Regions from separate parts of the Mus musculus genome. Here all the other regions are linked to region 3. Evidence: chromatin contacts called from public Hi-C and promoter capture Hi-C data. All regions are on one chromosome and are shown on one strand. The core of a region is the stretch at or near the end of the contact, and the rest is flanking DNA. Distances in the headings are between cores, read along the strand shown. Region 1 overlaps Prkar2a (protein kinase, cAMP dependent regulatory, type II alpha). Region 2 holds the start of Camkv (CaM kinase-like vesicle-associated). Region 3 holds the start of Nicn1 (nicolin 1).

Evidence for each region. Promoter capture Hi-C pulls out the DNA fragments that hold promoters and counts their contacts. A called contact is a pair of places that touch in the nucleus more often than the background predicts.
Region 1: a Hi-C map of reprogramming fibroblasts shows a contact between it and region 3, with 4 times the contacts expected there. The contact joins the enhancer-like site here to the promoter of Nicn1 in region 3. A contact is called at or near these places in 5 of 484 Hi-C or Micro-C datasets (granulosa cells, reprogramming fibroblasts, transition I germ cells and 1 more) and 3 of 9 other capture datasets (adipose tissue, liver and pancreatic islet).
Region 2: a promoter capture Hi-C map of fetal liver shows a contact between it and region 3, with 2.7 times the contacts expected there. The contact joins the promoter of Camkv here to the promoter of Nicn1 in region 3. A contact is called at or near these places in 16 of 39 promoter capture datasets (the 3T3-L1 cell line, 3T3-L1-derived adipocytes, the C10 cell line and 13 more), 1 of 15 datasets of contacts at CTCF or cohesin (the NIH/3T3 cell line), 1 of 115 datasets of contacts at active chromatin or transcription factors (large pre-B cells) and 4 of 9 other capture datasets (adipose tissue, liver, macrophages and 1 more).

What each region holds. Positions count from the first base shown.
Region 1 is chr9:108,722,421-108,725,834 of GRCm38.p6, reverse strand. All of the region lies in intron 4 of Prkar2a (protein kinase, cAMP dependent regulatory, type II alpha), which reads right to left. Among named protein-coding and RNA genes, the nearest start is that of Gm24259, 15 kb to the left of the region's middle. Within about 2 kb of position 1,869, at least 2 of the 459 cell types and tissues checked have an H3K27ac peak or open chromatin away from gene starts, as enhancers often do. A contact at or near this core is called in reprogramming fibroblasts, where this site is marked.
Region 2 is chr9:107,934,304-107,937,456 of GRCm38.p6, reverse strand. It overlaps Camkv (CaM kinase-like vesicle-associated), which reads right to left and starts at 1,537. Exons shown (of 11, transcript NM_145621.2): 1 at 1,406-1,537.
Region 3 is chr9:108,289,070-108,292,130 of GRCm38.p6, reverse strand. Nicn1 (nicolin 1) reads right to left here and starts at 1,688. Exons shown (of 6, transcript NM_025449.4): 1 at 1,469-1,688. The coding sequence starts at 1,600.

The sequences.
Region 1 (3,414 bases), core at 620-3,119, 430 kb before region 3:
TCAGAGGAAACATTTACATAGATGGGAATGTCACAATGAAACCCATTAACTTTCATAATTAACATGTGATAATAATCATTATTTAACAAATAAAGAGCTTTCCAACAATTTAAATGAAAATTGACTATCTAAATCATAGTTCCAATTTCCCTGGTTACACCTATACAAGTATCTTCTACCTGGATGGCTCCAGTATATTGTATATAAAACTGTGTGCTGTTACTTTCCTAAATGTGTGGACATGAATATGAATGGGTTTAGCAAATCTAGAGAGCATATTGTTGGAAATTGGTTCCAATGCTTTGAATTAATCTGGCCCCCAAAATAGGGTATCTGTGTATCCAAACACTGAAGATCCTTGTCCCCAGCTGGTTTTTGATGGATCAAAAAGAGCCAATGATCAATGGTTGTGCAGGCAGACTGAGGCAGCACCTTTAGATTTGCGTGGAAGGAACTGGGGGAATCATCATGACTCAGGGGAGAAGGGTGGGGCATAAGAGCTGCAGGAGAGAAAGCCAACCAGTCATGGAAGAATTCAGGGAAGTGGCCATTTCCCCAACTGGGCCTGGGGTAGCAGGGGAAGATTTACGAGTCTCAGGAGCAACAGAGGAGAATTTGCCAGCAGGGGAGAGTTTAGGAGTACCCAGTCTTTGAGCTAATCACAACATGTCAAAAATTAACTGGTGTGTGTATGTGTGTGTCCTTCATTCCTGAATCCAGATTGCTCCCGACCTGCTGGGAGCCAAGGCGCTGTAGAAACTACCGCTACAGCAGATGGCCTCAGAGGTTAGTTATACTGTAGAGTGGCACCTTACCTGAGCAGGCCAGCTCTATACTCTGCTACACTCACAGCTAACTTCTAAAACAAGATTCATTTCTACCTCATCAATTTTAACGACTAAGGAGGCAGATGTAAGGAGAACATTTTGCTACAGTGTTGCTTATTAAGTAGTCTCTAATGGACAGGAAATATACATATATATTTCAATTATGTATAACATATATAATTATGTACTTACCAACATTACATGTCATAACTAGAAAGCAACTATATGAATAAATACAATACTACTATATTCTGATCAAACACTGGTCTTAAATCTGGAAAAGAATTTCAAGGCCATCCTTGGCTATTTAATGAGTTCAAGGACAGCCTGGGCTACATGACACCATATCTCAAAAAAATGGGCTAGGGGCAGGAAAAATGGCTCATTCAACCTGAGTTTCATTCCCAAAACTCCATGTTTAAAAAAAGCACACAGTACCTAAAGAATGACACCTGAGGCTGACATCTAGCTTCTACATACTCATGCACCTCTAATATGCCCCTTCACATACATGCACAGAACACCTTAGTCACAGAATACATATCTCAAGTATGTGAGGTCCTAAGTTCAAGTCTCAGGACCAGAGTGCAAAAAAGAAAAGAATACTAGCTTTAACTTAAGAGAGAAATTATGTTATTTCTGCGACATTCCATGTAATTTCTGTCAGAGTAACTGTGCTTCAAAAGGCATCTTTAATTCCAAAGCCCCATGGGTGTGGACTACCGTACAAGTTAACATACTAAAAAAGAATGCTTACTATTGTGTGCCATCCACACTCATGGAAAACATGGACTGACATTCCCTGAAATTTTCTACTTAAATGCTGCCAAGAAAAAGAGAAAAAGAAAAAAAAATACTGGCAATACATTCAAATTTTCTCATATAATCCAAACTAAGCAACATCTCAGGCCAGATCTGAGGAGGGCCTTGTTCTGAGCACCTTCTCTTGTAACTCCCTAGAAACTGACAGGAGGTGTCAGGGAAAGGGTCAATACTCCAGAGGAAACAAAAGCGAAGCCATCACAATCAAGCACAGCATGTGTCTCAACTGAGAACAAAGAACATCATAAAAAGAACACAGGGTGTGGGGCTGCAGAGATGGTCTAGCGATTAACACTGCTCTTCCTGAGGTCCTGAGTTCAATTCCCAGCAACCACATGGTGGCTCACAACCATGTATAATGGGATCTGATGCCCTCTGCTAGTGTGAAGACAGTGACAGTGTACTCACATACATTAAATAAACAAACTTTAAAAACAAACAAGGATATGAACAGGTTCAACTTTGAAAAAAAAAAACAAAAAAACAAAAAAAACAAAACCACATGTTATGCTGGGCAGTGGTGGTGCATGTTCATGGTTCTATTCTTTTGACTTTACTGTAAATTTGAAATTTAAACCTTGGGTGTCCATTTATATTTGGAAATGCATTGTATTTGTGTGTCCATGCATGCAGAGGCCAGAGGTGAATATGAGTGTCTTCCCTAGATTGTTCCCTACTTTATCTGTGGGGTCAGGGTCTCACTGAGCCCAGAGCTCATGGACAGGCTAGACTGAGAAGCCAGTGAGCTTTGGGAACCTGCAGGTCTTCACTCCCACTGTGCGACGGTCATAAAGGTATGGGACCATGTTGGAGTTTTATCTGGGTACTGGGAATCCAAACTCAGGCCCTCATGTCTTATAGCTACTGAATTACAGACAGTTGTGAGCCACATGTGGATGCTGGGAACTGAACTCAGGACCTCTGAAAGAGCAGTCAGTGCTTTTAACCTCTAAGCTATATCTCCAGCTCCCACAACTCCACAATTTTGCCCTTGGCAACATTACGGAATACAAAATGGAAAAAAAAAACACAACAAAGACTTGTTGAAATGGGCATTATCTTCTCAGTGTGGTGGTACATTTCTCTACTCCCAATATTCAGGAGGTTGAGGCAGGAAGACTGTGAGTTCAAGGCCAGCCTGAGCTACATAGTAAGTAATAAATTCTAGGTTGGGACTACATAGTGAAAAACAGACAAAGAAAGAAAAGAGGAGAAAAGGGGAGCAGAGAAGGACATGAAGAGGAAACAGAAGGCAGGAGTGGCGGAAGCTGAGGACAAAGGAAATTACAAAATGAGCAGGAGCGAACAGCAAACTAGAAATGGAAAGAAGCTCATATTAAGAATACATGTTGTGCCAGATGGTGGTGGCACATGCCTTTAATCGTAGCACTCAGGAGGCAGAGGCAGGTGGATTTCTGAGTTCAAGGCCAGCCTGGTCTACAAAGTGAGTTCCAGGTCAGCCAGGAACTCATTTTGAGACTCTGTCTCAAAAAATAAAACAAAAAAAATATTAATAATATATGTGGCATAATTCTATTTATATGAAATTTTTAAATAAATGAAATAATCAATTATAAAATAAATCAAAACAGTAATTGCCTCCAAATGGGTAGAGGCAGCATGAATCATGAAAAGGCATGGCAATTAGATTAGATTATCTGGTTAGATAGAAAACTGCATAGGATCTGATTAGAGTCAAGATCACCTGTGCATGCATCTGTCAAGCCTGATACACAGAAGACTATGCACTATACTAAAGAGTAGT
Region 2 (3,153 bases), core at 288-2,787, 350 kb after region 3:
TCTCAGGATGGCCAAAAGCAGCAGCCAAAACAGCACCATGAGCAAGCCAGAAACAGGAAGACAAAGGCACACCAACACCCCCCAGGTCTCAGTTTCCCTGAACAGAGCAGAGGACTGCCACCAGCCGGCTAATTGGTAGCCACCAGGGAATGAAGACACAGAGAAGGGCCTGCAGCAGATATATACAGAGCCAGGGTAGGGCGCCTGGGGATCCACACTAAATGAGGGGAAAAAAAGGGAGACCTCTGTCCCATCCTGGCTATGAAGGGAATGGAGATACTAATTTCCAAGTTAGGAAAGGGAGGCTCAGAAGTCACTGAATCTGCCAGTAATCAACTCAGAGGGGGAGGGGAAGCCAGCCTACTTCTGCAAAGGTGGTCCTGGGGGCCCCAAAGCCTGAGCCTGTGTTTGGAGGCTGGTGTGCAAAAGACCCACTAGAGTCGTATAGACCAGCTAGGAGCTTTTGGTGAGGAAAAGGGGGCCCTGTTCTCTAGGAAGGAACCTGCTAGAACAGGTTTGGGGTCGGGGAGCAGTTGGCAGCCCTTCATGGGGCTGGGGCTCAAAAGCCCAGGGTCTCCTGTCAAGCAATAGCAAGCTGAAAAAGACAGAGAGGCTAACGCTTTAATTGTCCCCTGCGACTCCAGGCAGAGTCCCTGCTCTTCACCATGGTACCACTCTGACCCCCTTCCCCAGTGCTGCTGGCTCGCCCCCGCTGGCACAGCAACACACATGCGGGAGGCACACGTGTGAGCAGCAAGCCCCGCACCTCCCAGCAGAAACATGTGCGCCCCGCACCCCCACCTCGCACGTGTGTCAGTGCGCTGCGCCCCCACCTCCCTTGACAAAAGACCCTCAGAAGGCTTGGAAGCCTGAACTTAGCTTGGGGGCCAATAGTCCACTCGGGCTTAGAACCTCCTCCCCCAGCCCCGCAGCAGCCCCGCCCAGCCCCCTCCGGATTGTCGCCCATAAAGAACTCTCCGTTGTCATGGAAATTAGTGACTGCCAAACCAGAGGGAGGGGGCCCCCAGGGGCAGTTGGGGAGGGGCTGAAGACCGCTCTAGGAGCGAGGATGGACCGCTCGGCCCTTGGCCCTTTACCCCTATAAGGGGCACCACGAATCTTCGAGGGTTTATGTTTTTTACAATTCGGAGCTGCAGAGGCTTTCTCTGGGACCCTCCCAAGCCGTCAGAGGTAATGGGGAACTTTAGCCCAACCCCGCACGCCACCCCACCTCGCATCTGCAGAAACGGTGCGCTGTGCCCCTGCTTGGGACCCCCAGAGTCCTCGCGGTGATCGCGCGCATCCTGCGCGGGGATTCTCTAACCAGGGAAACAATCTCCCAAGGCCCCCCAACGTGCATCCAGGAGGCGCCCTCCCCACCGGCCCAGCCCTCCCTGCTCCGCACCTGCAAAGCTGGTCGGTCACAGGCAGGAAGCGATAACCCGCTCAGCAGGGCTCCGGGGGCGGCGGGCAGAATCCGCTCCGGGCACGCGGGGCAGACGCGGCGCCAGCTGCAGCCGCTTCGACTCCAGAACCTCCAGCATCGCCAGTCGCTCTCTGGCAGCGGATTCGCACCCCGGGCCGGGGGCGGGCTGGGGGCGGGGCCTCCTCGCCCGGCCCGCCCCCACCCTGGCAGACCCGGAGACTGGAATCCCACTCGAGGGAGGGCGCATGCAGGTTGGCGGCGAACACCTGCTAGGCTCACTTAGGCCATCAGACTCAAAACCCAGCAACAGGAGGCGAAGGGGCCCTTCCTAATCCCGAAGTAAGGAGTTAGGAGTGAGGACTTGGAGAAGAACCTGAGTCCTGGAACTGCACAGGAGTCTCCTGGCTAGAAGTAGTTTGCAGGAGACCAGGGCCCTGCCCAGTTCCCCAACCCTGATCCAAAGGGTTGGATCTACTTAGAACCACATGGGCAGTCCCTGGAGCACCTCCTAGACAGGAATAAACACACAGGACTATGTGTGCAATTGTGATCAATTTGGAAATGACAAGACAGTGAGGCCCTCAGACCATCCTACATCCAACTCCTGTGAAGCCAAAATCTTTCCCAACTAAATTACCAGCCTCATGGCTGGCTCAGTCAGTCCCCTCTGTATAGTTCTGAATTTCCCAAACTAAAAGTCACCTATGATGTAGCATGGGGTCTGCTTTCTTCTCTTTGTAATAATCCTTAAACATTTCCTAAGCAACATGACCCAGGTGACCTGGGCTAGGTTATGGTATTGTGGAAGTACTAGGAAGGAATTTCCAATGAAGTTCTTAACCATATTTCTGTCCCTTCTCAAGGAGGCAAGAGGACTGAAGGTCCATCCCACTGCCCATCAAGTCCTGAGGACCATCCTGAGACAATAAATAAAGGCCACATTTAGGTTTTCCATTGTCTGGACCCAGGCTCCATTCCATCTTACCCTGCTAGTGATCTGCCCGGCCCAGCCATCCTGGGAACAGGGTCACATGTTGAGCAAGCCTATTTGCATTACCACCCATAGCTGAGGACAGATGGGACCCAACAAGTGAAGAACTTGGGGCTGAAGCCAGAAGATTGCCAGAGAAATTGCTTCAGGGTTTCTGGATAACCTCTTCCAGAAGGGTTGTTGAGTTCTTCATGTCTTTCCCCGACTCTGGTCACTTCCTCTAGGCCATGTTATCATTGTATCTGGGCCCCTGAGTACGAAGAGTCTTGGCCATTAACATCCATCCCAGTACTGGATAGGAACCTTTTGGCAAACTTGACAGAGCCTATGTCTAATCTCACAATGCTCAACTAATGTTTGCAGAAGGAAGGAAAAGCCTGGCATGCAGTCTTTTCTATTATCCCTAATACAATGAGCCTCCAAGTTTATGTTGTAGCCAAGACATGGCTGGCAGAACCGACATACCTCAAACACATCTTCTATCTTTCTTGAGGATCACAATCTATCCAAGAATGGGGCCAAGAACCTGGATTATGGCTTTAGAGTCAGTGGAAGGGGTGGCTCCCTAAAGCTTTGCCTGCTGCTGGCAGTATTCCACTTCTTGATCCTGTGCACACTGTGTGCACGTGGGTGACAGCACGTGGCAGGGTATATGCATACACGTGAATGTGTGCTAGCTTATACCAAGGGAGATGGAAGCAGCACAGTGTATGCAGCGATGCCCACGGGCATGTGT
Region 3 (3,061 bases), core at 439-2,938:
GAGTTCCAGGACAGCCAGGGCTACACAGAGAAACCCTGTCTCGTAAAACAAACAAACAAACAACAACAACAACAACAAAAGAGGGCTGGAGAGATGGCTCAGCTGTTAAGAGCACTAACTGCTCTTCTGAAGGTCCTGAGTTCAAATCCCAGCAACCACATGGTGGCTCACAACCATCTGTAATGAGATCTGACGCCCTCTTCTGGTGTGTCTGAAGACAGCTACCATGTACTTACATATAACAATAAATAAATCTTTAAAAAAAAAAAAAAGAATAATAGTAGGGCCGGGCAGTGGTGGCCCACGCCTTTAATCCCAGCACTTGGGAGGCAAAGGCAGGCAGATTTCTGAGTTTGAGGCCAGCCTGGTCTACAGAGTGAGTTCCAGGACAGCCAGGGCTACACAGAGAAACCCTGTCTCGAAAAACAAAAAGCAACAGCAAAAAAGAAGAATAGTAGGATCCTGCACTGGAGGGGTTTGGGGAGCCTAGAGTACCAACTGCCATAGCAGTAGTTTCCATCTCGATGCACACCAGCATCACCTATGGAACTTAAACAAAACAAAACAAAACACACAAAAGCACAGATATCAGGACTAGAGAGATGGCTCAGCAATGAAGAGTACTTGGTGCTCTTGCAGAGGACCAGGTTTGGTTCCCAGCACCTACACGGCACCTCACAGCTGTTCATAACTCCAGTTCCAGAGGATTCAGAACCTTTTTCTGGCCTCTACTAGTACCAGCCATGCACAAGGTATATATGCAGACATGCAAAAACAACACTCATAGATTTAAAATAAAGCTTTTTTAAAATAAAAATATTAAATAAGTAAATAAAAATATAGATGTCAAAGATCCACCTCAAACACACTGACTCAGATTTTCCAGGGTCGGATCAATTAACTAGGTTTCCCCAGATTGTTGGGAAGCAACATCTTGCGAGAGAATGACATATTGTAATACAAAGCACATAGAGCCAAGAGGGTGGGTAAGGGAAGGATGCTATGCCATTAGAGGTAGCCTTTGTCCTGTGTTGAGGTCATGCAACGCCCTGTCACTGTCAGTTGAAATGGAAGAACAACTAGGGATTGGAAACAAGTCACCAGGAGGACCTAGATGAAGGCTAGGTTGCACCTGACCTGTGGCAGGGGCCACTGGAATGGTACGTTTGCATCATTGTTTGACGATTGCAGCTACGGCCGAAATCAAATATCCTCTCACTTGTACTGAGATTCAAATTGTAGTTCCAGTGATATCCTGGGCACTGGGAAGAGATGCTGAAGAGGATAGGACGGGAAACTCTAGTCTATTTAATAAAGCTTATTAATAAAGACTGTAAATGCTTCTGAATAGGCCCAATTCGCAAAAGCAAGAGACACTGTAGAAGCTGTGTAAATGCCTAGGAAACGCCCAAGTTACTAGGTATTCCCCGCCCAGAAGCCTTGATCGCTTATATGGGGGGTTGCTCACCTCGAAAGGCGCGATGTTGGGAAAAGTGACATCGACGACCAGCACGCCAGGCCGACCTTGAGAGGTCCTCATGTCGCCCACTTGCAGGGCTACAGTGCTTTTCACATGACAGGGCACCAACACACGGGACATGATTTGGGAGATTACAACCAAGCAAAATCACCGCTCACAGTCTCCATCCAACCACTAGCTCTTATTGGCGTCCCTTATCAACCAAAAGAACTACAACTCCCAGGCCACATAACGTTTGTAACAGTTCAGCCAATCACCGATGATCAGGGCGGGTCAAGAGTCGGAAATGTCAACGGAAGTTCTTCTTCAACCAATCATCCTCGCGTCTGTAAGTCCCTCCCGGGCTGCTCCGGGCAACCGTCGAGCCGTTCTTTATCCAAAGGATCCAGAATGCTTTGGGCTGTCTTATCCCTCACTTAAATTCTGCTACTTTATTAGGTTAAGATGTATAAAACAATCAGGCGTTTAGTGTCACTCGCTTTCAATCCCGGCACTTGGGAGGCAAAGGCAGGCAGGTCTCCGAGTTCGAAGCCAGTCTGGTCTACAGAGAGTTCCAGGACAGCCAAGGATGTTACACAAAGGAATTATTTCTCCATAGCATCCACAAGATCCATCTGGGTACAACCCGAGGTATATGGCAACTTAAGGGATATGGCACCTTTTCCTGACCTCGGAACTATGGTATTTTTAAAACTACAAACCAGATCAGGTATATTGGTGCAAGCCTTTAATCCCAACATTGAGGAGGCAGAGTCAGAAGCAGGTGAATCACTGAGAGTTTAAAACCAATCTGATTTACAAAGAGAGTTCCAAGCCAGTCCTGTCTCAAAAACAAACAAACAAACAAACAAAGTGGGGTCACAAGGTATTGATTCACTCCTGTAATCCCACCAAAATTGTAAAATTTAGTTAAGAAATAAAATGCCAGGCATTGGTGACACTTTAGTTAACCCAGCACTTGGAAGGTAGAAGCAGAATCGGTAAGATCAGAGGTTCAAGGCTAATCTCATGAATGTAGTAGGTTTCAGGTTAGCTTGGGCTATGTGAGGCCCTAGCTAAAAAAAAAAAAAAAAAAAAAAAAAAAAAAAAGCAAAACAGTCAATAAATTGATTGACCGGAGAAGAGGCAAATACTTGGTTTGGGATTTGTTTATTTTTTGAGACAAGATCTCACTACAGATGTAGATGAAGCAAACCTCAAATTCAGAGAGATCCATCTGCCTCCATAATTCTGGGATTAAAGGTATGTGTTATCATGCCAACCTACCAAGTTTTCCTTTTACATTTTATATTGAGGCATTTGGGAACATTAAAGAATCTGAGGTGTATGGTCAGGAATTTCAGTCCATGCAGCAGGAGAGATGGCTTAGCAGTTAAAAGCCCCTGCTACTTTTCCAGAGAATGAAGTTTAGTTCCCAAAACTCCCATCAGGCTCCAATGAATGCCTGTAACTTAAATGCTCTCTTCTGGCCTCTAGGGAAATTTGAACTTATGTGTACATACCCCTACACAGCCCCTTGTGCATTGCGTACACATAGCTTAAAATTAAACCTAGCAGTGGTGGTACACACTTTAATCCCAG